Linked DNA regions of Sus scrofa: region 1 is linked to region 2. Evidence: chromatin contacts called from public Hi-C data. All regions are on one chromosome and are shown on one strand. Each heading gives the region's core, a stretch centred on a gene start, on an enhancer-like site or on the middle of the called end of the contact. The rest is flanking DNA. Distances are from core to core; before and after follow the strand shown. Region 1 holds the start of PWP1 (periodic tryptophan protein 1 homolog). Region 2 holds the start of BPIFC (BPI fold-containing family C protein).

Evidence for each region. A called contact is a pair of places that touch in the nucleus more often than the background predicts.
Region 1: a contact with region 2 is called in a Hi-C map of liver, with 4 times the contacts expected there. The contact joins the promoter of PWP1 here to the promoter of BPIFC in region 2. A contact is called at or near these places in 4 of 47 Hi-C or Micro-C datasets (liver and skeletal muscle).

Annotation. Positions count from the first base shown.
Region 1 is chr5:12,726,739-12,732,707 of Sscrofa11.1, forward strand. It overlaps PWP1 (periodic tryptophan protein 1 homolog), which reads right to left and starts at 4,146. Exons shown (of 16, transcript XM_003126076.4): 1 at 3,917-4,146. The coding sequence starts at 3,988.
Region 2 is chr5:12,524,345-12,530,048 of Sscrofa11.1, forward strand. It overlaps BPIFC (BPI fold-containing family C protein), which reads left to right and starts at 2,584. Exons shown (of 18, transcript XM_005655521.3): 1 at 2,584-2,713. FBXO7 (F-box protein 7) reads right to left here and starts at 1,589. Exons shown (of 9, transcript NM_001171751.1): 1 at 1,462-1,589. The coding sequence starts at 1,583.

The sequences.
Region 1 (5,969 bases), core at 2,896-5,395, 200 kb after region 2:
AAGAGACATCAAAAGTCAAATGTCAATCCAGAGTCTCTATGTTCAATGTAAATAGTACAATGGAAACTTGCACAACATTGTAAATCAACTATACTTTAGGAGTTCTCACGGTGGCTCAGTGGTAATGAACCTGACTAGTATCCAAGAGGACTCTAGTTTGATCCCTGGCCTTGCTCAGTGGGCTAAGGATCTGGTGTTGCCATGAGCTGTGGTGTAGTTCAAAGATACCACTAGGATCTGGCGTTGCTGTGGCTGTGGTGTAGGCCGGCAGCTACAACTCTGATTAGACCGCTATCCTGGGAACTTCCATATGCTGCGAGTGCAGCCCTAAAAAGACAAAAAACAAACAAAAGCCCCTATAAGTTAATAAAAAATAAATAAATAAATATAATGCAAATGGAGTTTTCATAGGTCCTTACGATTAAGATCTGTTCTCATCTAAAACTGTTCAAAAATCATGTTCTGGGAGTTCTCGTCATGGCACAATGGTTGATAAATCTGAGCAGGAACCATGAGGTTGCGGGTTCGATCCCTGGCCTTGCTCAGTGGGTTAAGGATCCCGCGTTGCTGTGGCTGTGGTGTAGGCCGGCGGCTACAGCTCCAATTCGACTCCTAGTCTGGGAACCTCCATATGCTGCAGAGCAGCCCAAGAAATGGCAATAAGAAAAAAAAAAAAAATCATGTTCTGTCTACCCCACTCCAGTCTTTTTCAAAGAAGATAGACTTGTATAAACTCACTTCTATGAGAGCCCATCTAATTTTCTTCCAATTACCTGGACTCCCTGGCACCTTCTCCCAATCCCGCCCCCAACCCCCTTGGATATTTCCTAAACACAACACCCTTGCCTACGTCCTCTGCTGTTTTTGCTATTATCACTGCCAAGTATTCACTCATCATGATGTCACTTCCTTGCAAAGTTCATTCATTCTCGAGACTAAAACCATCTTTGAATCTATTATTCCAAACTTTCCCTTCTCCAGCCCTATATCTTCCCAGTTCCATTTTCCCAATTGCCTATATGACTATCCACTTGGACATCCCGCTCAAAACTGAAGTCACTCTCTTCACTTAAAAATTGGCACTCTTGGAGTTCCCGCCATGGCGAAGTGGTTAACAAATCTGACTAGTAACCATGAGGTTGTGGGTTCGATCCCTGGCCTTGCTCAGTCGGTTAAGGATCCGGCGTTGCCGTGAGCTGTGGTGTAGGTCACAGACACGGCTCGGATCCCGCATTGCTGTGGCTCTGGCGTAGGCTGGTGGCTGCAGCTCTGATTAGACCTCCATATGCCGCAGGAGCGGCCCTAGAAAAGGTAAAAAGACAAAAAAAAAAGACCAAAAAAAAAAAAAAAATGGCACTCTTTCACCCAATCCATGCTTCAGTACCTTTGAAAACAGCCCTATCACTACTAAATCATAAGCTCCTTGCCACTGTGTGTTCTGCCCAGGTAGGGGATACTTGGTGATAGATGATGAACCAATTGATCGCCCAATTTGCATAAAAATGTCTCTAATAATACAGAAATCTTCTATTGCTGGATAGCTCCAGGAACTAAAAGTTCCTCTCCTTCTTTTTACTGTTTTTTGGCCACATCCGTGGCATATGGAAGCTCCCGGGCCAGGGACTGAATCTGAGCCACAGCTGTGTTAATGCCGATCCTTAACCCACTGCACCGGGCCAGGGATCAAACGCTCATCATCACAGAGGCAACACTAGATCCCTAACCCATAGCACCACAATGAGAGCTCCCTAAAAGTTCTTAAGTTCAATCAGAAGATACTTTTTTTCTAATTTCTTTTATTGGTTTAAGTTTTCCTTCCTGGGATTTTACAGAATAAATTCAATCTCTTCTTCCTATAAACTCTTCAAGCAATCGTTCCCAAATTTGTCTGCATATCAGAATCACGTGGGGTAATCTTTTAATAATTTCAGGCTATAGCCCACATTAATAGATCACAATACTTGGGAGCCTATATTTTCAAAGCTAAGTATTTTTTGAAGCTCCCCAAGTAGTTCCAATATGTAGACATATTTGGAAATCACTGTCTTCAAGTATTTGAAAGGCTATGTGTTCCTTTTAACAACTCTTACCTCCTTCGATAATTTTTAATATGAAATCTCCTCCTGTCCCTATTTTATACATATGCACTGAATGCCTACAGTGAGCCAAACACTGAAAAAACTGGTGAATAAAACAGTTTGTACCCTGGTGGAACTGGCCCAATAACATTAAAACAAACATGTCCCCACCCTTGCTTCTTTCATAGCATTTATTCCCACTGACATAGGATTGATACATGCACATGTCAACTCCCTAAAGGCAAGGTTCATGCCTATTTCAGGACCCTGAACAATGCCTAGAACAGGGAAAGCACTTTAAAGTGCCACATTCAGGGAGTTCCCGTTGTGGCTCAGCTGTAACGAATCAGACTGGCATCCTTGAGGATGCAGGTTTGATCTCTGGCCTCGCTCAGTGGGTTAAGTGTCCGTGTTGCCATGAGCTGTGGTGTAGGTCACAGATGCGGCTGGGATCCCACGTTGCTGTGGCTGAGGTAGGCCAGCGGCTACAGCTCGGATTTGACCCCTAGCCTAGGAATTTCCATATGCTGCACACGCGGTCCTAAAAGGCGAAAACAGAAGGGGAAAAAAAAAAGGCCACATTTACCTTTCACCCCCACTGCCACAGCAACATCCTGAAACAGAGCAGGCCCATTCCCCACCCCTCCACCCCTCCATTCGCTGCCTGCTTTCTGTCTGCTGAAAAACTTCAAAGAGTAAGCTTAATCAGAGAGGTGAGAAGATAACGGAAGCAAAGGAAAGCAGTCAAACAGGACAAAATAGTAAGTCATTAAACAAAGTTAAGGACCTTTAAGTTCCTCCTCAAGGCAATGGATAATATTCTGAACCATATCCTGAGGGCAGTTTTGTAGATACTGAAACCCCACCAGGTGGAAGAAGTTAACTACACTGATGACCAGACTGTAGTCATGACAGAAGCTGCCATAATTCTGAGAACTAGCCTCAAAGAAATGGGAACAAATCAACCGGAGAACTGAAGAACTGAGAACTGAACCCGAGAACTGAAGACTAACTGCACTTAAACCAGTCTAAATGATGCTGATCAGACCACTGCATGACCAACTTCCAGAGGACCCTCAGAGTCAACTGTACTGCATACAGCCCCCTCCCTCGGCCTCTACACCCCTGAAACTCCCCCTTAAAGCTCTTGCCCACTATCAGACGGGGAACTTGGCCATTGACTTGAATCCACCCTCCTTTGTTAGCCTCCTAAATAAAGCAAACTTTTCTTTCCCCAAACTTGTCTCTTTATCGGCTTTAGAACAGGGAGAAGCTGGACCCCTCTTTCTGTAACAATCTCACTTGGGCCATTGCAAAAAATTCTCAATTCAACTCCCAGCCTCATGAAACCATAGTCTCCACACCAGGTTTTCTACCCCATAGCTTTCACCCAGTGTATTCCTCTAAATGCCTAGCAAAAGAGTGGAAATGGAGTTTAACATACGTGCCCCCTCCTCTCGTTATGCCTGAAAAACGCACTGGGATGGTGGGCGATGACATGGTACAGTCAAGAAGGCTTTGGGGCAGTTCCCATTGGGAGCAGCACCCCGCCCCCTTCCTTCCAGCCCGTGGGATCCACGTGTGTACGAATTAGAGGGAGGGGCTGGGCTTGGGAGAAGGACGGTCGGGGGGCAGTGGGCTGATCCCAGGCCCAGGAGTCCCAGATCCTCAGGCCGCAGCCCTAGTGATGACAATCAGGCCACAGTCGGCCTCACCCCAAGTCAGTTCTACGAGCCGCGCCAGGGCCGTGCGCTCCGGGTCCAGGCTTCCCAGGCGGCGCGGACCCACGATGCTGCAAAGAGCCGCTCCCCTTACCTCCCAGGGCTACCAGGCCTCACCTTGTCTGGCGTCTCTTTGGCCACGCCGCAGCGGACCCAGGCCACGCACGTCACCTGGCGGCTGCGGTTCATGGTCTTCTGCGCAGCGACACCTTTTTGCTAGACTTGGACCCAGCGGGTGTAGAGTCCCGCAGTCGCCCCTCAGACAAGCGCCGCACCACACCTGGGCAGAGCACAGGCGCGGGGCACTGGCTCCAGGGCCGTCGGCGCCCGCGTCTGACGTCACTCTCAGGCGCCGAATGTGAAACGGGGCGGGGCGGGGAGAGAGTTGGAAGTGGAAGCAGGGCGAGAAGAATCCACGTGGGCTGAACAGTGCTGGCTGCGCAGAGACAACGTATAAGATCAATGCATTGGGAACTGTAGGCATCAGAGGCAAATTTCCACTGAGCTTTATTTTGCTTCTATAAACTTAAGGCTGACAAATAGTAGGGGTTGGGTTTATTTTTAATAGCTTTCTCCAAAATGAATTTATCACTTCAAGGAAATACTTCTGCCCTTACATTTCGTTACATTTTTGGATGTCTTACCTTAAAACATTTAACACCTATTTTATACTAAGTATACAGTAGTGGTTGTAGCAGCAGCGAACACAAAGTGCTTATTAATGTGTGAAGCACTGGTTTAAGTACCTTATGTTTTTTGTTCTTTGAGTTCTTTTGGCCGCACCAGGGTCAGGGGTCGAACCTGTGCTACAGCAGTGGCCCAGGCCCCTGCAGTGACAATACTGGATCCTTAACCCGCTGCAGCCACAAGAGAACTTTTTAAGTACCTTATGTTAATTTGGTTATTTCTTAACCCTGTGTGGGAAGTCTTATTCCCATTTTATATATGGGGAAACATCAGTTATCTTTCTGGGGTCACATAGCTGGTAAGTAGTTAGGATATGAGCCCAGTCAGTGTGACTCCAGATGGTAACTATAATCTGTATTTAGGCTTCTCAGCTAAGGTCAGAGTCACCCATGAAAATGTCAGTGACGACACTTTAGAAAGTTTTAGCATCATGTAAAGGTCTGGGTTTTGATCTCTTGAGTGTGTGACTCTGTCCAGGCCATTTGCCCTCTCTGAGCTTCCATCCGTCTCTCCTACTTCTAAGGCAGGCAACAAAAACAAGACGGAGTCTGCTATGGAGGAAGTGGTACTTGAGCAGCATGTGGTTTGCACCAGCTGCATTGTCAGTGGGCCGTCCACCTGTGGGCTCAATTTGTGGACACTTGCAACACGTTTTCCTCACATAGGATATTTTGCTTGGTTCTTCTTCTTTTTTTTTTTTTTTGCCTTTTCTAGGGCTGCTCCCACAGCCTAAGGAGATTCCCAGGCTAGGGGTCTAATTGGAGCTGTAGCCGCCAGCCTACGCCACAGCCACAGCAACATGGGATCTGAGCTGCGTCTGCAACCTACACCACAGCTCAGGGCAACGCCAGATCCTTAACCCACTGAGCAAGGGCAGGGACTGAACCCGCAACCTCATGGTTCCTAGTCGGATTCGTTAACCACTGCACCATGAAGGGAACTACTTGCTTGGTTCTTAAAACAATACAAGAACCTTACTGATGAAACAGGGTCAAGAATCACCTCTGTTTTATTAGAGGTAAGGAAGTTTAGTGATGAAAAGCCTTTCTTCTTTGAAATCACACACAGTTGGGGACTGACAGGACTACAACTAGACACCAGCAACTCTCTACACTCAGCCTGATGCCCTTGGCATTTGCCCAGCCTGAGGAAGGATCCTCTCAGGAGTGAACTGCTAGAAGAAAAAAATAAAAATAAGGAGTAAACTGCTAATCCTTAGAATAGTTGGACTATGTCTTTCTTAGATCTCTGTTAATCTAAACTGATTCCTTTGCGGTTTCTTTGCTTTTGGTCCATGGTGAAAGGTGATATGACAGGTTGTATTTTTCAGAAATGGCTGTACCATAATCTTCCTTCAGACATGTTTTTCCACAACGTAATCTTGATGCTCCCCTGTCAAAACATGGAGTCTAATTCTCCCCACCCCCAACCTTGAATTTGCATAGGTTTATGACTGCTTTGACCAACATGGCATATGACAGAA
Region 2 (5,704 bases), core at 1,334-3,833:
CCCATTTATTATAAAATGAACATACTTTCAGAAGAATGAATTTACTTTCACAAGCTGAAGCTTACATTCCTTGCAGTTAAGCAGCCTCAACTGTAAAAACAGACCTGAAAGAGAAACTAACTTGGGCTCTTGGGTAAACAAAGCATCATACTGAGTTTCACATCCTTTCCAGATTGTTCCAACTAATTAAAAATAATAATAATAATAATAAAATATATATACGTATACATGAGAATACTTTAAAAAGAGAAGTTGGTTTTGACAATTTATGATGGGGTGATGACGCCTACATGCAAAACTCTTAGGTTTAACACCAAGCAAAAAACAACTGGCATGTCAATTAATATAATGCTTAAAAGGAATGATGTCAATCCCTCATTTTCTGTATTTGTTTAATCTGACTTTGAACATAATATTGTCTTAACTTGAAAAATGAAAGGGTGAAAAGTTTATAATAAGGCCTCATTTTACTGAATTCCTTAAAAAAAAAAAAGTAAATTTACAAAAATCTTATGAAAGGAGCCACTTATTTAACAGAAAGGTTTTCTTTTGAAGAATTCATCTAAAAGGCCCCAGAGAACATCTTTTGTATTTTTTCTCAGCACACTCAAATTCCAAATTCGCTAACTCAGTATTTGAAAAGAACCACCCCTACTTTTGGCCCTCTACTCCCAGGGTATGGTCCCCAGAATACGCTTTCGGAAACAAAGCAACCCTATTTGCAGCCTCATAAATAACAGAATTTGATCCATTATTTCTCAATGTCACTGCCCGCTAACTGCAAGGTCTCCAGGATCATCATAAGGGTAACAATGTAAATTACTTCGTTTTCAGCGAGGAAAAAATAAACATATCTTGTCTAGGAAAATAATGTTATTTAAACAGATACACTGCACTTTGTAAAACTTCGCAAAGAGAAGTCAAAGTGCTCACTGCGGGGCCGGGTACACACACACTTAACCGAGTCTTAAAGCTACTGCAGCCTCACCGCAGCGGTAAAAGTCACAGGTGGCCTCGGACAGAGGGAAGGTTTCTTGCTTGTTCTAGTACTTTCCAAACTTTTAAACTGAAATATTCCGACAGCTGGAAATGTGAACTTAAATCGCTGGAAAGGTTTAACCCAAGCCAAATCCATAATTTCCAACTATTTCAAAGGGCGTGAGAATGTGTCGTCCTAGCCTATCCCTGTGTACGTTTGCTGCAAAAACAGAAGCGAAGGCTCACCCTGGAGGGGATCGGGGCCCCCGGGACGCCGAGCCATGACCTCCGGAGCTGGGACCCCGCGAGCTGCAGCCCGAGCGCCGGATGGTCCTCCGGTCGGCGCGCGTCACAGTCGCAGGGTCGCGGGCCCGGCAACATCCCGTTCCCCGCCCGGCCTCACGTGACGGCCCGGGGCGTACCCGCACCGCCCCGCGCTCCTCCCCGACCTGCCGCGCACCCCCGCCTCTCCGCGGCGCGTACCTGTACCCACAGGTGGGCAGCAGGGCCTGACTCAGGTGCGCGCGCAGCTGCCCCAGGGTCGGCTCCGCTTCTGGCATCTCCAGCGGCCAGGTCCGCTTCTGAAGCCGGACCCGCAGCTTCATGGCGGCGCCAGGAGGACTCAGGGGCCAGACCCCGAGGCGGCGACGACGATGACTACGGCGGGGCCGGGCAGCTCCCGCCTCAAGTGGCGGCGGCCCTAGAGTGGCGACCACCGGCGCTATGGGGCTGCTGAGGTTTAACGGAGAGAAGGCCCTGCCGCGACGGACGTCCTGCCGGCCTGTGTTGGGAACATGAGCGCTCCGCCCCCCAAGGGCGCCCCCTGGAGCCCACCCTGCTAGGGGCAGCTGGAGGCCTACGCGCAGCCAAGCCACTCTGGGACTCGCGATCGATGACTCGGCGCGCAACGGCGCCCCCTGAGAGGCGAAGAGCGCACTGCGCAGGCGCCGAGGCTGCCACCGGGCTCGAGTATCGCGGCTTTTGCGCTGGTGGCTGGAGCGCCACTTTTCAGTCGGACCTGGAGAAAGTTAACGCAGAGGGGGATGTTACAGGCGCGACTACTAGCCACTCTGCAAGGCCCAGGTGTGCCTGGTTCTTACCCCAGTTCCTCCATGGCGCCTGACTCTGGCACCTTCTACTCAGAAACCTTAGCCTGAGCCCAGGCTGTAGTAGTTTCCCCCGATACAGCAAAATTGAAACAGTTCGTAGTCAGAGATCGGTGTCAGAGTATATTGGTAATCTGGCGGTGCATAACAGTCAACCAAAGCTTACCACCTTAAGACAACAAACGCTTATTGTCACACGGGATCTATAGGTCAAGGCATTTGGGTACGGGTGGCCGTATGGTTCTGAATCTCTCAGGAGATTGCAGTCAAGATACATGTCAAGGCTGCAGTTATCTCAAGTCTCGACTCGGACTGGAGCATCTCAATCACATGATTGTTGGCAGGAGGCCTCAGTTTTTCACTGCATGCACCTCCCTGTGGGACCATCTGAGTGTCCCAATGGCTTAGCCTCTGGCTTCCCAGAGGGACCAAGGTAAATGCCACGATGTCTTTTAGGATCTAGTCTCAGAAATCACATACCATTACTTCAGTCATATTCTGTTGATCACAAACCAAGCCTTCGCTGTGGAAGAATCAGCCCAAAGACATGAGTACCAGTAAACAAGGATAATTAAGGGCCATCTGGGAATGTGGCTACCACAGAGGATCTGGCAATAATGATGGTGAAGGTAAGTTAGATAAGGAAGAGAGTTATCAGGTTTTATCCTTGTATGATAGCCATTTTCCAAATCGTTATAAGAGTTGAATAAAGTTTCTCCCAATAGGTGGCAGTGCTTGTCCACATTCTGACCTTCATTGAATAAATATGTATTGATCACCTGCTTTGTGCCAGATATTATCCTAGGTGCTGAGAAGACATGTTCCTACCCGGGCAGAGCTTACGGGTACCTGAATCAACTCTTGCAGTAGAGCCTAAAAAGTGTCTTGTTTATGCTAAAGATAAGAATAGTCCTGGGGATTGGGATACGTAGAGAAGAGATGCAGTCCAGTTGGGTTCTTTAGTGGTAGGCAATATGGGCTTGAGGAAGAGTAACAGGATCAGGGTGGCTCCATGTGACCAGAGTTGGCACAGTGGCTCAACGTGGACAGAGTGGGTATATCCCAGATAAAGAAGAGCCTTGAGGTAAGCAGAGGATTTGGGACACATTCTAGAATCTATGGGAAGCCATTGGAGACATTTAAGCAGGGTTCTTAGTTCTGAGCAATAGAGGCTGACTCTGACTAAGTAGAAAGAGAGCATATTGAAAGGATACTGGATAGCTGGGGGATTCTGGGGAGGACTGGAGAAGTGACTCCAGGTTAAGCTTCCAGGAATGATGCTCAGAACCAAGCTGAAGAACTGGCCTGATGAGGAAACTATCCTGACTGGGACTGTTGCTGCTGTCCCACCTCACACTGGAGGGAACTGCTGTCATTGCTCCAAGAACCACTGGGGAATGGCTGTCATCTTCAAATGCCACATGTTTTTGCACCATCAAAATGCCAAGCTTCCAGAAGAGCCCCTTTCCTCACCTTGCTCCCTTGCTCACCTCTTAGTCAGAGGCTCATAGGGATGCATCTGGTTGAGTGAAACTGAGTCCTGGCTGCAAAGCAGCCCGGAATTTAGGATCTGAACTCCTTTCTTGGGGAGGCGAGACTTATATGAGCTTCCCCAGATCTAGGAAGGCTGTTCAAAAGATGATGGGAGGCTGAGGCTGTGGGTCTGACAAGTGTATACCACAATGGACGGGGGTCAGATCTGAAATGTGAAATCTATCACTGGTAGAATATGGGAGAAGTATTAGGTCAGGGCTTCTCAGCCTCAGAACTTTGACATTTGGGCCTCAAGTCCTTGTTGTGGAGAAGTATCCTGTACCTTGTAGAATATTTAGCAGCATCCCTGATTTCTCTGCACAAAATGCCAGTAGAACCCCCTCCCACACTTGTGAGAATGAGATGGTCTCTAAACTTTTAACAAATGTCCCCTAGGAGGAAAATTCTCTTGACAACCACTGGACTAGAGACCAGCCCAGTTAGGAGGCCCTTTGGGTAACAGAGAAGAAAAGAATTGGTGGGAGGGCAGTAGAAATGGAGACAATGGGATGAGGAAGGAAGATGTTTCAGAGGTAGAAATACTGGATCCTGGAAAATGGCTGTGTGTGGAGGCTGTATTAGGATATAGCTTCAGCTCCTCAAACAGAGATCTGCAATAATAGCAACCTAAGCAAGATACGTTTATTACTCTCTGAAATAACATTCTTGGAGAAAGTAGTGCAAGGCAAGTGTGGTGTCCATCTTTAGAGACTGTCTGCCACAGTCCACCTCTTCGTACACATAAACCTGGATAAGTTACCATCCGTAAAAATGAAAATAGTAACAAAACTCCATCAGACAAGTATGCTGTAAAGATTCAGTGAGATAATACCTGTTGTTCTGGTTTTTGTTTTAAACCACTAAGCCTGTGGTAATTTGTTAGGACAACAATAGAAAACTAACCCACCACGGATCTTTGTCTCAATCCGTTGCCCAATAGGGTGTAACAGTAGGACCACAGGATGTAGGAGGGTCCTGGAAGAGAACCAGAGCATCTCTAAGGCACAGCCAAGATTTAAGGTACTCTGGAAGATAATCCCCCAAAGCCCCCAAGGTCCCGGAGAATGTTATATACTTCTTCCCTCAACTATCTCCCTCCTTGAGAATTGGTTTTTCTCTTTTTTGGAATGTCACCTTACTGTCTGCAAGCAATAGGCACTGCAACTTTCAAAGCGTTCGGAAATTTGAATTTCTTTTTTTAATGGACCATTTCATAGAATATTACAAAGGGATGATGTCACCCTTCCATGGGAGTCCATTCCTTGGCTCCCTGCAGGCTTTTTTTAAATAAATGTTTTATTTTTGGACAGTTCAAATTTATAGAATCATTGTAAAGATTTACATACCACATACCCAATGTTCCCTGGTATTAACGTCTTAAATTAGTGTAACGTGTTTGTCACAACTATATAATGGACCACTGTAGATATTTTTATTAGCTAAAATTCATACTTATTCAGATCTCCCACTTTTTTCCTAATGTCCTTTTTCTGTCCCAGGATCCCATCCAGGATGTCACATGACATTTAGTAGTCTCATCTCCTAGGCTCCTCTCAGTTGCCTCAGTGTCAGGCTTTCCTTGTTGTGTTTGACTTTGACAGTTTTGAGGATTCCCAGTCAGGTGGTTTGTGAAGTGCCCCCCAGTTGGGATTTGTCTGATATTTTCTCATGATTAGACTGTAATGTGCTTCCGGAAAGAAGACCACCTAGGTAAACTGTCCTTGTCACCACATCCTATCGGCAGTGCATGCTCTCATTGTGACCTCTCACTTTTGATGTTAACCCTGATTGCTTGGCTTCTCCACTGTAAAGTTACTCCTTTCCTTTTCATATTGTACCCTTTGGGTGAAAGTCACTATGTGTAATCCATACTTAAAGGGTGGGCGTTACGGAGTTCCTGTGGTGGCTCAGTGGAAACAAACCTGACTAGTATCCGTGAGGATGCGAGTTCGATCCCTGGCCTCACTAAGTGGACTAAGGATCTGGCATTGCCTTGAGCTGTGGGATAGGTCGCTGACGCAGCTTCGATCCAGGGTTGCTATGGCTGTGGTATAGGCTGGCAGATGTAGCTCCAATTCAACCCCTAG